Regions from separate parts of the Mus musculus genome. Here region 1 is linked to region 2. A link is a contact called in public HiChIP or PLAC-seq data. All regions are on one chromosome and are shown on one strand. The core of a region is the stretch at or near the end of the contact, and the rest is flanking DNA. Distances in the headings are between cores, read along the strand shown.

The links. HiChIP or PLAC-seq counts read pairs in DNA pulled down with a chosen protein or histone mark.
Region 1: a contact with region 2 is called in an H3K27ac HiChIP or PLAC-seq map of embryonic stem cells, with 5 read pairs. The contact joins two enhancer-like sites. A contact is called at or near these places in 1 of 484 Hi-C or Micro-C datasets (the G1E-ER4 cell line), 3 of 115 datasets of contacts at active chromatin or transcription factors (all in embryonic stem cells) and 1 of 9 other capture datasets (adipose tissue).

Annotation. Positions count from the first base shown.
Region 1 is chr14:34,298,929-34,305,283 of GRCm38.p6, forward strand. The region is part of intron 2 of Shld2 (shieldin complex subunit 2); the gene reads right to left. Among named protein-coding and RNA genes, the nearest start is that of Shld2, 8.4 kb to the right of the region's middle. Within about 2 kb of position 4,428, at least 32 of the 459 cell types and tissues checked have an H3K27ac peak or open chromatin away from gene starts, as enhancers often do. A contact at or near this core is called in embryonic stem cells, where this site is marked.
Region 2 is chr14:34,185,987-34,193,093 of GRCm38.p6, forward strand. It overlaps a transcript of Gprin2 not described here. Among named protein-coding and RNA genes, the nearest start is that of Gprin2, 12 kb to the right of the region's middle. Within about 2 kb of position 4,580, at least 18 of the 459 cell types and tissues checked have an H3K27ac peak or open chromatin away from gene starts, as enhancers often do. A contact at or near this core is called in embryonic stem cells, where this site is marked.

The sequences.
Region 1 (6,355 bases), core at 3,178-5,677, 110 kb after region 2:
CGGCCCTCTCCACTGTTCAACTGTAAACAAGATTCTGATTCTGAACTAACTTCATTCACTGACATGGCAAATTTTGTCGGAACCAAGTCTAAGCACAAACCACTCCCCCATTCAAATATGCAGCCCACAGAAAGCATTAAATGTTCACCACCTGCTTGTTACCCTCAAACAAAAACCACTTTCCGGACGCTTGTGTCATCTGCTCCTACCCTGAAATGGGCTTCTATTACCTACTGACCTGCTCACTCTATTTGCGAAAGACTCTGCAATCTGGTTCAGAGTCTCCTCACTCCCTGGCTCTGCCACCAAGTCCTCTAACAACCCAGCTTTACAGTCGGCTTATCTTGATTCTAAGAACCTTCACTTTGCTTCTATTTCAGAAATCCTGCCAGATCTGTCATAACAGCAACTGTACTTCTAACTCTTGAGTTACAACGCACAGTATCTTCTGGCTTTATTCTCTGTCAGCCTCATTTCAAAGCTCATCACTTTAAAAATGTACTCTGTACTTACTCTTCTCGCCACAATATCCTAGTGTCACATGAGCATAGAATTTATACCAAGACAGCTGAACTGTTTCACTTGCCTTCTCAGATAAAGCGCACTCACATAACTAAACACACCAGAACTTCGGGAAACACACTGTCCCAATTCTCCTAGATAGTCGCATTCCACTTGCCTCATGTTGTCTCCAAAGCCTTCTCAAAACTCTCCTTCCTCCTCAATGTTTTAGACACACTAAGCCTGCCCTTTCTCTAATCTCAGCTACTCAGCTGCTGTCATCTTAAACTTGACTGGGAAAAGGTTCATTAAAAAGGCTGAAGATGTAGCTCAGCAGTGGAGTATTTGCCTAATATGCTCAAGGCCCTAGGTTCAGTCCCACCACACACACACACACACACACACACACACACACACACAGACTGCAACTTAGAACCAACATTGGAAGATTCTTCAATAATAATTTCCTCTCTTCCATTACTATCTCAGATCATTTCTTTCTAGTCAACCTTTGGGTTCAGATACTCCCAGGACCTTTTGTTTGTTCTAACCTTATTTATATTACCTAGTCCTGGTGATAACAAAATTTACATCTATAAGTTAGACTTCCAGAATCTATTTAGTATCTGAGAAAGGACCTTGATGGATGGGAATTTTTTTTACTGTTTCAATTTCCTAAGTCAGACTTGCTTCTTTAGCTCCTATGTGGCTTCATGCTCTCCAAAATGGTCCTTCCAAGACTCCTTGGGTACCAACTTCCCCGTCCTACTCCTTATATATATATACCTCCTGTACAGCATCTCCAAATTCTCCAGTACATTCTTTTCTTTTAGACACACAGGTGCACCCAGGCGCTCAGGCACGCTCCCATGCACAGGCAAGAGGGAAGGAAGAGGGTGTCAGGATGCCCTGGAGCTGGAGTTATGACCCTCCGGAGGACACAGGTGCTCAGGACTGAATTCCCGTCATCTGGCACAGAAGCACTCCCCCTAAGCCATTCTATAGTCCCCAGTGAATCCTGACAGAACTGACATAATCCACCGTCCAAACTTGCACACGTGGGATCTTTCATGACTACACTGGGAACTACCCGGTTTCTATACTTGACCCCTAAGTTTTCTTGTCATTCTTTTAAATATCTTTTACATTTATAGCTGTGATCCAGATCTGTTGCAAACTCTTTTATTGATAGTACTCCCATTTAGCAACTTCATTTCGTTGCCTTAACAAATACCTCAACTTCAAAATGTCCTATATGTTACTATTTATCTTCAAAGTGGTAGTATTATGGAAGCCAGAACTTAGAGAGTCACACATACTAACTTTCCTCCACCTTTCATATCCAATCTTTCAACTGTGCTTTCACTGTGGAACAACCTATGACAGTACCAGGGTCACCGGGTCTCTTCAGTCCAGTCTCCATGGAACAGATAAAGAGATCTTTAAAAATACAAACTGGATCACACCACTCACTAGCTTTGTCTGACTCGGTTTTAGTTGGGGTTTTTGAGACAGGGTCTTGCCTCGTAGCCCAGGCTGGCCTTGAAGTCACAGCAGTTCTGCCTCTGTTTCCCCAGAGCTAGGATGATGGGTGAACACGACATCTGGCAACATCACTCATGATGTGTCACGCTTGAAGGGAAAGAATGTATTGATTTTGAGGTGCTGGAGATCAAACCCAGGGTCTTACCAATGCTAGACAAGCAAGTTAGCACTGTGCTACATGCTTAGGCCAGGAAAAACAATTTCTCTTCCTGACAATGTTCTTATTGCAAAATCTCTGCACACTGATTCTGTGGATCAGTGACATTCAACTATGGTATAAAGACAAATTAATGTAAAATAGCGAAGTTTTTTTTTGTTTTTGTTTTTTTCGAGACAGGGTTTCTCTGTGTAGCCCTGGTTGTCCTGAAACTCACTCTGTAGACCAGGCTGGCCTCGAATTCAGAAATCCGCCCGCCTCTGCCTCCCAAGTGCTGGGATCAAAGATGTTCAACACTGCTGGGCTTCTTTCTGTATCTTTAAAGTAGTATTATCCTAAACTGTGCTTGTGCTAAAGTACCACTGAAACAGAGACTCTGAAGAGTCTATCATTTCTGCCTTGGACAAAGGCAAAAACGTCTGACAACATATAGGCCAGGTTAGTGCTCTCAACGTTTTAAACTATGTGCCTGTGTCCTACACTGGTAGCAAGTCACTGAGAGCAACGTTATCAGAAAATCTGTCAAGATCATTCCAGCCCTTGGTTTTGATTATAACCCCCACAAGCTGAGGATGGTTTCTGTTCTGTCCTCCTGTCCAATAACACAGTAAATACCGGATCCCAAAGTTGTTTTTAAGCTGTTATTCAAAAGCTGGAAGCATGATCTTAAAATGATCACCATTACATAAGATATCAAAGAGAACTAGATTTTTCAGATTTTAGTATTGAAAACATCAAAACACAAGCATCATAATTCTCATATCATACTCCAGAAGTATTCCTCCATTCAAAGTTGTCTAGGGAACTACATGATCACGATGAAAAACAAAGAGGAAGGTAGTTCTTTTCTGTGGCAAACATGGTAAGTACTGTTGGTTGTTATGCTGGCTAGTTTTTGGTCAACTTGACACAAGCTGAGGTTATGTGGGAAGAGGGAAGCTCAATGGAGAAGATGCTCTTCGACCACGCTGGTCTGCGAGGCTAGTCTGTGGGGCATTTTCTTGATTAATGACTGACTTTGGAGTGTCCAGCCCACTGTGGCCAATGCCACTCCTGAACCTGCATAAGAAGACAAGGTGGCCAAGCATGGTGGCACTTGCCTTTAACCCCAGCACTCTGGAGGCAAAGGTAGGTAAACCTCTGTGAGTTTCAGGCCAGCCTGGTGTACATAGTAAGTTCCAGGATGGCCAGGGCCACAGAGAGACCCTGTCTCAAAATTCCAAAACAAAAAAGAAAAGAAAAACTGAGCAAACCACAAAAAGCAAGACAGTGAATAACATTCATCCACGGGTTCTGCTGAAGTGTCAGCCTCAGTTTCCCTCTTTGACAGACGGATGGACCTTGATCGGGATAGTAAGCCAAATAATGCCTTTCCTCTCCAAGTGTCTTTTATCATGATTTTTATCACAGAAAGATAAAGCAAACTAGAAAAGTTGATTGAAAGTAATTACTGCTTGGGGAGTGACCTCGGCCTTCCCTGCAGCCAAGGCATAGACTGCAATTTAGACCTAGCCTAAGATTACTGAAGAGGCATGGCAGCCTTTGGAAAGGATTATCTATACTAAAAAGAGGTAGGAATTGCTGCTGGGTCTTAGTACTCAGCTGTGCCTGCATGTGACCCCTGGAACTAAGACAGCCATCTTACAACCAGTAGGAAAAACATCACTAGCTATCTCAATATAAAACAGGGAGAAGAGTACTTTGGTATCTGACCTGACCTTTTGTACTTACCGTGAGAAAGCTGTCTCTAGGCTTGATAGGCAGCAGATATCTTAGTTTATGACTTGAGCTTAAGCCATTTTTATTTGGATATGCAAAAGCAGCCTAACTAACCCACTAGCAAGTATCTCTTCCCTCTGCGATCCAGTTCTAAAGTCAGAGCCCCGCCTTCTCACTGGCTCAGGACATCAGTGCCACTGATCTGGATCTTTCCTGCCTTTGGAAACTCTAAGTGCTCCTAGGGAGCAAGTGCGACTACACTGTATGACTCCAAGTAAAATTCTGTTTCTACCATAAGTCTCACTTTTTCCAGATCTAGAATATAGGTCCTACCTTTCAACTCCGCTTTATTACTATTCAAATGTCAACACAATATTAAATTGACCTAAATTTTTTTACAATTCTTTTTCCTGTTTTCTCAGCTTTCACAGCATCCTGTTTATTGCCCTCTGCTAACAGCTGTTTCCTTCCCCATCCATGCTCTCCTGCCGTCTCCCCCACCCCACCCCCCAACTTAAATAATGCAAACTCCTCCTCAGGTGCTGCAGCTGTCTCTCCCGGGGCAGAGCTAGGTTCCTATCCAGGATGGTCCCATCCCTGTTCCTGATGTCACTGCCCAGAGGCTTGGGCTCACAGCCATCAGTTGGTCTCCTGATTCCAGGATGTGAACCGTTCTTACTGAAGGAGTCCATGTTCTCCCTTTTCTACATTTCCTGTGGGTGTGAGCCAGCAGCACTGGCCATGCTACCACGCTGTGCTACCTTGTAGTTAATCTGCTCCCTACCTGCTCACTCCAGAACTCAGCGATGAGAGACCCAGTTGTAAGTGTTATAGCTCTGAGGGGAAAGGTATCCAGGCAGTCAGGAGCCAAGGAATACCACAAAGGCACACCACAGATCTCACACAACAGATTTATTGGAAAAACACAGAAGGGTGGCTGCCCTTGCTGGGGAGAGAAGCAGCCTCAAACTATTTTTATTATGTTTATTTATTGTGACCTAGCATTTTTAAGATTTCTTTTTCAAGATAGAGTTCCTCTGTGTAGTCCTGGCTGTCTTGGAACTTTTTCTCTGTAGACTAGGCTGGCCTCAAACTCAGAGATCTGCCTGCTCTGCCTCCAGAGTGCTGGGGGCAAAGGAATGTGCTACTACCACCACCTGGCATGGCATGTTTCTTTTTAAATGAGTGTTTGTGTGTGTGTGTGTGTGTGTGTGTGTGTGTGTGTGAGTGTTTGTGTGTGTGTGTGAGTGTGTGTGAGTGTGTGTTTGTGTGTGCCCACATGAGTTACTCAGCACCATGTGAAGGCCACCAGTAGAGGCCAAACTGGCAATGGATCCCTAGGAACTGTACTACAGATGTTTGTGGGCTACCATGTGGGTGCTGGGAACCAACCCCAAGTCATGTGCAAGAGCAGCACGTGCTCTTAACCTCTGAGCCTCTCTCCAGCTTTCACCTAATAAGTACACAAAGCTAAAAATCATGGCACTCGACGGCTTACAGGATAACTCAAACTGACAAGTCTCCTGCCTCCGACTCCCAAGTGATAAAATGACAGGCATGTGTCAACATGTTTGTCTCAGCTCTATTTACTAACTGATCCCCCCCCCCCCCCAAAAGCAAATCTTGCTGGGTGTGGTGGCACATGCCTATAAAACCCAGCATTTGAAGACTGAAGCAGGAGAATCTCAAGTCAGGGCTAATTTGAGGTCAGCATAAGCCACTTTAGACCCTGTCTCAAAAACATTCAAAAGGATAAAAGAAGCTAAGAATGGTGGCACATGCCTGTAATCCCAATACTTGGGAGACAGAAACAAAAGGATCTCTGGCTGGAGGTTAGACTATGCTACAGATCAAACTCAAGGTCAGCCTGCACTACACGATGAAACCACATCTTACAAAATAGTAAAGCAAACTACTTAGCAATAAATTTGCCTAAAGAAGTGCAAACTAGGAATGGTGGTGCAGACTGCAATCTTAGCACTTGGGAAGCTAAGACAAAGACATCATGTTCTGGTTCATCCCTACACACACACACACACACACACACACACACACACACACACGGAAACTCAAAGATCAGATCTTATTTTTATTAGTTTACTACACATTTTTTTGGAATCATAGACTGATACCTTAAAAGGTAATTCTACAAAAATACTTAAGTCAGATGTGTACAAATCTATAAATATAAAACATATTACTGTAGTCTTTAAGATTTTCAGTTCTTCTCATGATATTAAAGAGCTCGCAGTTTGAAATATGCTCACCACTGACACACCAGTTCTATAATTGTACAGAATTTCTGGGTTCCATTCTCTTATAAGTTTTGAGAACTGTCCCAAATTGATTTATAGATTCAACATAATCATCAAAATTCTGAATTCTTTACAAAGATCAGCAAGATCTTAAAATTTATATGGAAATTCAAGTGGC
Region 2 (7,107 bases), core at 3,330-5,829:
GTACCCAATACTGCACAGCTTGAGAGTCACCAGAGAAAAGACCTCGCCCAGACAGCCAGAGCACCACCTCACTCTCTCACAGTAGAAGCCTTCAGGAGTCATCCTTTTTTTTTTTTTCACTTGTCAAATTGCCAAAATATTAAAGCTTAGTAGCACGCAGTCGATGCAGGTGTGGAAATGAACATTTTCAAGCATTGCAGATAAAAATCTTTTTGAAACGTTACTCTACAGACAGTCTCACACATACCCATAAAATTCTGTACACACTGAGACTCACTTGTTAATGCTCCCAGCTGTATAATAACCAGGAATAAAAAGATGAGTAAACCTCTCGTACTCTGCTAGCGAGAATACAAATCTGGGCAGCTGCTGTGAGAGAGAGGTTTGAGTTTGGCATTTCCTCCAACCAAGCTGGACTTTTATTGCATCTCTTTGATGATGTCTGTAGACGTTTGATTTCTACAGTTCAAACACACAGCAAACAAGACGGCCTTCGGCAGGACTGATACTCTCTGGCACATCCATATAATGGGATACAGCTTTTAGGGAGTACAGAGTTTATGATAAAGGTTATAGATGACATGGACAGACAGACAGACAGAGAGGCAACAGCCATGGTGGAGGCTCCAAGAGGAGCTCAGTCCCAACACAAGGGACAGGCAGCATGGCCCGGACTCTGAAACAAGGAATCAGAGCCCACATGGCAAAAGAGAGTTTGCTTCTGAGGACAGGAAGGTGTCACAGCACAAGCCACAGCCGACTCGATGCACAGCACAAGCTGTGGGCCACGGTGAGGAGCAGGAAGTGTGGCCATCCGGTACCCCTGTGTGTGAGCTCAGTTCCCAGGTGAGAGAGCCTGACACTAGGAAGTCCTTTACTCACAGGTAACATCTCAGTAGGGAGACAATCAATACTTGTGAGAGGGAGGAGCTGTCACAAGGTGGTCTCCAAGCTGCTGAGCCCAGGGGAAGCTCAACTCCACCTCACTAGGTGAGAGAAGCCAGTCTGAAAAGGATCAATATCACATGAGCCCCAAGAGATGACCCTCTGAAAAGGTCAAAACCACAGATGTCATAAAGAGTCCACTAGTTTGGCCAGGCCAGAAGACACGAGATCAACATTATATTCTATTATCTCCTCCTTTTAAGAGTTAACACAACTGGACCTGTCAATCACCTGGCCAGGGCCCACCCCCACCCTGCTAACTTCCCTTTCCAGCTTTGGTTTACCTGAAGACATGCTACGGGGAGGGGAAGACTAAAGTCATCCTTTTAATGAGATGATGTACTTGTCTCTCCCAGAAGCCCCTCCCTCAGTGCAGATGCCTGCCGAATGTTTATTACACGGCAACTGTAGAACCTGCTTACATTTCTGAGTTAATCATAAGAACATAACTTGTTCTTTTTCTCCTATTTCTTTTGCTTTCAGATGCTAGACAAGGCCTAGGTGTGAGTTCCCAGACACTCTGGGCTTTCTCCCTCTTTCTCCGAAGCTGTTCCTCCTGCATCCACTGTTACTCTGCCAGGTGACTGCTTACTGACCCTCAACATGCTGGCCTAAGTCAACCACTGTGAGCATCTCTCCTCCTCTTCTCCATCTCCCTCCACCTGGCAACCTCTCAAGACTTATAGTTTGCCTGCCATTTTCCCCTTCTCGAAAAGCCTAGTAAAACTGGCTTTGTACCATTTTTTTTTTAATTATTTTATGAACCAGCCTAAGAACCCAATTTTCAGTCGTTCAGATGCATATGTGAAGATCTTCCTGTGGCAGCTCTGGATACACTCATGATGCCTCGAAGTGCAGCAGCTATCATGTGACCATGAGGTCAGCCCTCACTAAGCCCCTAAAGATGGCAGAGCAGATATCTGGAAAGAACTTGACTCTTTGATCTCCTTGTTGAGCCATAGAATCAACCCTGGAACCAGAGACCTCCTGAATTCTTTAGCGGGAAGGGAACATTCTAACCGTCCAGGTAGCTTTCAGTTCACGATTCAGTTACTCGAAGTCAAGAGATCCTAAGACAGCACCTGAGATGCCGTGTGACCTGGAGTGACAAGGGGAATGCTTGTCTGGACAGTCACCCTGCCCCTCATGTAGGCAGAGAAGCCAGGGTGCCAGCTCACATTCACTTCCCATTCGTTCCCATGCACACCCTCAGCCCCTCCCTCTAAAACCCCTCTGTAAGAAACAGGTTCTCTCCAGTCCCTCTCCAGGCTCCCAGTATGCGCTGATCCCCAGCCAGCCTCGTCCTCCACGTAGAGATGCTGCCTCCCCACAAGGAGCTTCATGCCCACCCGGTCTGTCTCTTCTAGTCACCACCAAAGGGGGCTCACCTTCACGTCTAGCCTACCAGTATTCTCTGGTCTCTTCTGTCAAACATGCCTGGAATGGGGACAGTCCTGACGATCCACACCTTTTCCTCAGGCCTGGGAAGACTTTCTTCCGTAAGATAGGCAAGCACATTTGAGGCGTGAAATGTTGAAGGTTGAGCCAAAGGCCTACATAGCCACATGGGCTAGGTGGGAGGGGCAAGGTTCCCATTCCGACTCTCACACAGTCCATCTGGAGAATGCGTGTTGTCCGATCTCCCCCAGCAGGCCGTGGGCTACTGCACTGGCTCTGCCTTCTCTAGCTTTGTCGTCTCTGGATCCTCTACCCATGCTCCAGATTGGACCGGAGTCCCCCAGGAAGGGAGTAAGTGTTCGAAACGGATGTCGCAGTGAAATGACTGTCTACCCAGATGGGCCTTCCACCAGCCATGGGAGCTTCACTCCCCAGGGTGAATACTTCCCTACTCCCACTAGAGGCTCCACCCACTAAGTGGGTCTAATGCTGTGCCCCACCTTCCCAGTAGAGGGCGTCTGGCCACCCTTCTGGTGGTTTGGAGCAGCTGCAGCTTTGGCTGGAAAGTCAACCTCTACCCTTCACTTGATCTTAGCCAAAAGGCCACCTCTACTCTTAAGTCCTAGTTCCAGAGCAGGAGAGAACTAAGGGGACTCAAGACCCTGGACCTGGTAATCAGGCAGTGGCTAAGAAACAACTGTGCAAGCATGCCAAAAGACTTTGTAATTAAGACAAGCACTGTTTTAATGTAACATCTTAGAACCAGAATTCATGGAAATATGAACAGTAAAACATCTCCAATAAAGCAGGATGTCCTTGCTGACTTGTGCCTGCCTCAGCAATGCTCAGCACTATTCCTAGGCCAGTGACTTGCGACCACATTCCTATTCCTGCCCTGCCCAGAGGAGAGTCCACCTCCCCATGCACTGTGAGTTTAGGAATGGAAACTCACACAAGAGACCTATCCCCTCCTCCAGTATCGCCAACTCTACAGTAAGAAAACCAGAAACTCTCCCAAAGTAACACATCCAGGACGCTTACATACAAAATGTCATCCATGGCCACTGTCCTCCCAGACCCTTGTTTAAAACTGAGCAAAGAAAAGAGGGGACAGGACTGCACAGCCACTGTGGGGGAGGGCTGCCAAGGAGGCAGGACAAGAGGTACGGAGTGAGAAGACACATATGGAAACTTCAAGCCCTACAGAGGCTCCTTGCTTCAGAACTAGGAGGCAGATGTGGGCAGCTGGTATCAAAATCAGAAATCTCCTGACCCAGTCTCTAGTCCTGACTAACTGGATAGGAGCCCAGTTCCGCACAGGAAAGGCACAAAGGTAGGATGGTGTGCTTGTACTCACCCTACAAGGAGGCTCAAACCACACCCAAACCTAATGACAAGCCAAGCAAGATTCTGAACATATGAAAGAAGATAAGATGCATTATAAGCCAGAAAGTGTGCCCCCCAAACCTAGGACTCTGGGATGCCCTTCTTTCTGACCTCAGTCTTTGAGGCCACCCAGCAGGACCACGGACAACTTCTGATTCTTCAGAAATCCAGCAGAGCGACCCCAGTGAGATCTACCTGTCTAAGGATCTGCCCAGAAGCTGTTTTGCAAACTTGGCCTTTTAGTGTGTGTCCAAAGAAAAACAAAATAGGTGGGACAGGGTCTAGGCACTCAAAAATCAAGGACTCGGAGACCCAGACTAAGCCATGGCCTAAGGGAAATACCCCCAGGCCGTGGGAAGAGAAAGCCTCCGGTTTGGAGTGATAGGACCAAGGCCAGACAGGCCCCTGACATAAACTGAAGGAGGCTCCAGGGACAAGGATATTGGGACAGTGGCGAGACAACATATTCTAGGGACAAGAGAAATTGAGACAGAAAACATAAAGATGCTGGAGAAAGAACATCTATGGGAGAGTGTAGAAGGCCAGTTTGCTCTTGGGTGCACAGACATGATGGGGGAAAAAAAGGCACTGTAGGTCTTTTTCCAGAAAGATGCTGTGAAGTGAAAAGTCCCCAGCCAGGACAGACTGGGCAAGTCTGTGGGCACCTTAAAACTGAACACTCCCCACAGCCCAAACTTCAGTTCCTCAATTCATCTCCCTTCTTAATAAAGGGAGCCCAGGAAAGATGGGCTGCAGGATATGTTTGAAGAGCTCATGTTACAGGGCCCAGACCTCCCTCCTTGCTGCACTGACTCTGGCTATCTGCAAAGGAGAGGGTGGCCCATGACTCAGCACGAATTCTGCAGAGTCACCGCTCAAGGACAGAAAAGGTGACACGACATGTACCCAGCTCTTGCAGTAAGAGTCTGACGCCCATCGGCCTCGGTTTTTAGCATCTTCACCTTTCCCTGGCGCTCTTAGCTCTTTGTGTGTGACCACAGCACCCACACCAACCCCATGCTCCCCCAAGCCTACAGGTCAGCAGGGTCCCCAGGGCTTTCTAGGAATTCCCTCCAAAACAAGTGGGTAAAGTGTAGGATGTTTCTGAGGAGGTCCTTTCTAAAGGACAGACATTAAAGAGGTTCCTTTCTGACCCTCAAGATCACCTTCCAGGAAACTAGCAGGTTAGGGACTGTGCTAGAACAGCAGCCTTAGGGGATCGAGGCTAAGCAGGTGCTATGCCCAGGCCAAAGGTAGAGCTGGTCTCTGTTCCCCCTAGGATGAGAAGACAGAATAAGCAAATCTTTTTGTTTTTAATTCACTTTACATCCCACTCACAGTCCCCTCTCTCCTATCAGTCCCACCCTTACAAATCCCTCTCCCATTGCCCCCTCCCCTTCTCCGCAGAGAGGGGGATGCCCCCTTGGGTACCGCTTAGCTTACTGATCTCAAGCATCTAGAACAGTGTGTCAATCAGAAGCAGCTAAGATGGGGAAGGGACACTGGGCAGTGGAGTGAATCCTGTTAGACCATACCAGCCTCCATCTATTCTGAAGAAGAGGGTCCTGGGACTTGGTTTAGGTGATGCTGATTTTAACAAATTTGCCACAAATGACTCCCCCCAGTGATGTGGTGTGCACTGTGGGGGAGGAGCTGGGGGCTCATGATGACACTAGAATAATCCAGAGTCCCACTTCAGATTCCACAGGGGCCCTGCCCTGCCTGACAAGTTGGATGAGAACTCATGAAGGACTAGCCATAGCTTCAGATGACAAAACTGGGCCAGGCCAAATGACAAACGAGAAGGAGTTCAGCATGGACAGAGGCCAAGCTTCACCTTTAATCAAGATCACTAGTGTGGCAGAATTGCTTCTAAACAGTATCCAGAGGAAAAGGCCTGGGCAGTGTGTGGACCACAGGCCATATGGACTAGGTGATGGGCAGATGCAGGCACAAATGCATCTGCCTGTGGGTACACAGCACTCCCTTTGGGACAGATCCTAGGGCTCACTACAGAAGCCTACCCCCAAGGACCTGGAGCTTCCAAGCCTGCACACTCAAGAGCATGAGAGCCTGGGGCCTGCTGTCCACCCCGGGAAAGCCCGAACTCTGCTGTAGAGCCTCGACTGGCCCCAAGTCACATCCTTGATTGGTTTCTGTCCTTCCCTACCTCATTCTCCTCACCTCAGAGGACTGGTAGGGAGGGGATCTCCTCCTCTGCTTGGCTCTAGGAGCAATGGTTTCAGAGGTTCCCAGCCAGAAGGCACGTGTCCTATTCAGGGCACAAAACTGGGCCTGGATGAGGCTCTGAAGAAGGAACTTTAAGGGAATGCCATGTGGACTGTGGTGGCAGCCACATCCCCCACCCCCACCCCCTGGCCATGAAACACTGGGCAACACGGCCAGCACTAAGTTTTACGTGGGTTATGAAACTTCATTCTCACAAGCCAAAGCTAAAATATGGCTTCAATCCCATTTCAGAGCTGAAGAAGTTGCAGGTCTTCAGGGCTGGTGTCTAGCCCAAGACTTTATGAACACCAATGTGAATTCAGAATTCAATTCCCAGCTCTAGACACATAGGCTATGGTGGCCCTCCCCAAGCCCAAAGCATGGGGAGGGTCCAGTTCAGCTACTGTCAATTATCTAACACGTCCAGGGGTCAGAGATAAAACCAGGTGACATCTAAGGGGGTAGAGGACTCTTCCCTCTTCAGCACTGTGACTGCCAGTAGGTAAAGAGCCTGCATTTGAAGTAGTTCCCTAAGACGGTGATGGCAGCCTAGAATATACACAAGGGATATACTCCTGTGTGTTGCCTACAGAAAGGCAGTCTCGGGGGTGCTAAGCTTCAGGAAGCCAGGCTTCATCTGTCCTAAACCCAAGATGCTCGAAAGGAGAACGAGTAGACAGAAGGGGGTGGTCCCAGAAGACAGAGGGAAAAACCTGCCAGGACACGGAGCCCTTGGACTCTAGGGTTCATGCCTCAGAGGACAGAATTTACCAGATCAAAGGAAGCAAGACTAGCCATGCCCAATGCCCCCTTTCTGCCATGGCCTGTCAAAGCTCTAATCTCTCAACTTGTATTTAATTTTTATTCAAAATAAGACAAACATATACAGTGAGATCCATCACCTCCAAACGGGATCCCCAAATGTCCAGCCAGAGATCTAGATCAGAAATCTATAAGACAGTCAATGACCTTGTTCAACCCCTGGCCAGAGCACAGGCACTTGCCTTGGGTCACACAACTATTCAGACATGCCATGTCTGTAAGGAGTGTGCTTGACGCCTGGGAAAGGCATAGTACCAGTAAGACTACCCTACTATGAGGCTTCTTGCCTGGAGCCAGCCTATCTTGCCTTCTTTCTTTGATCCACTG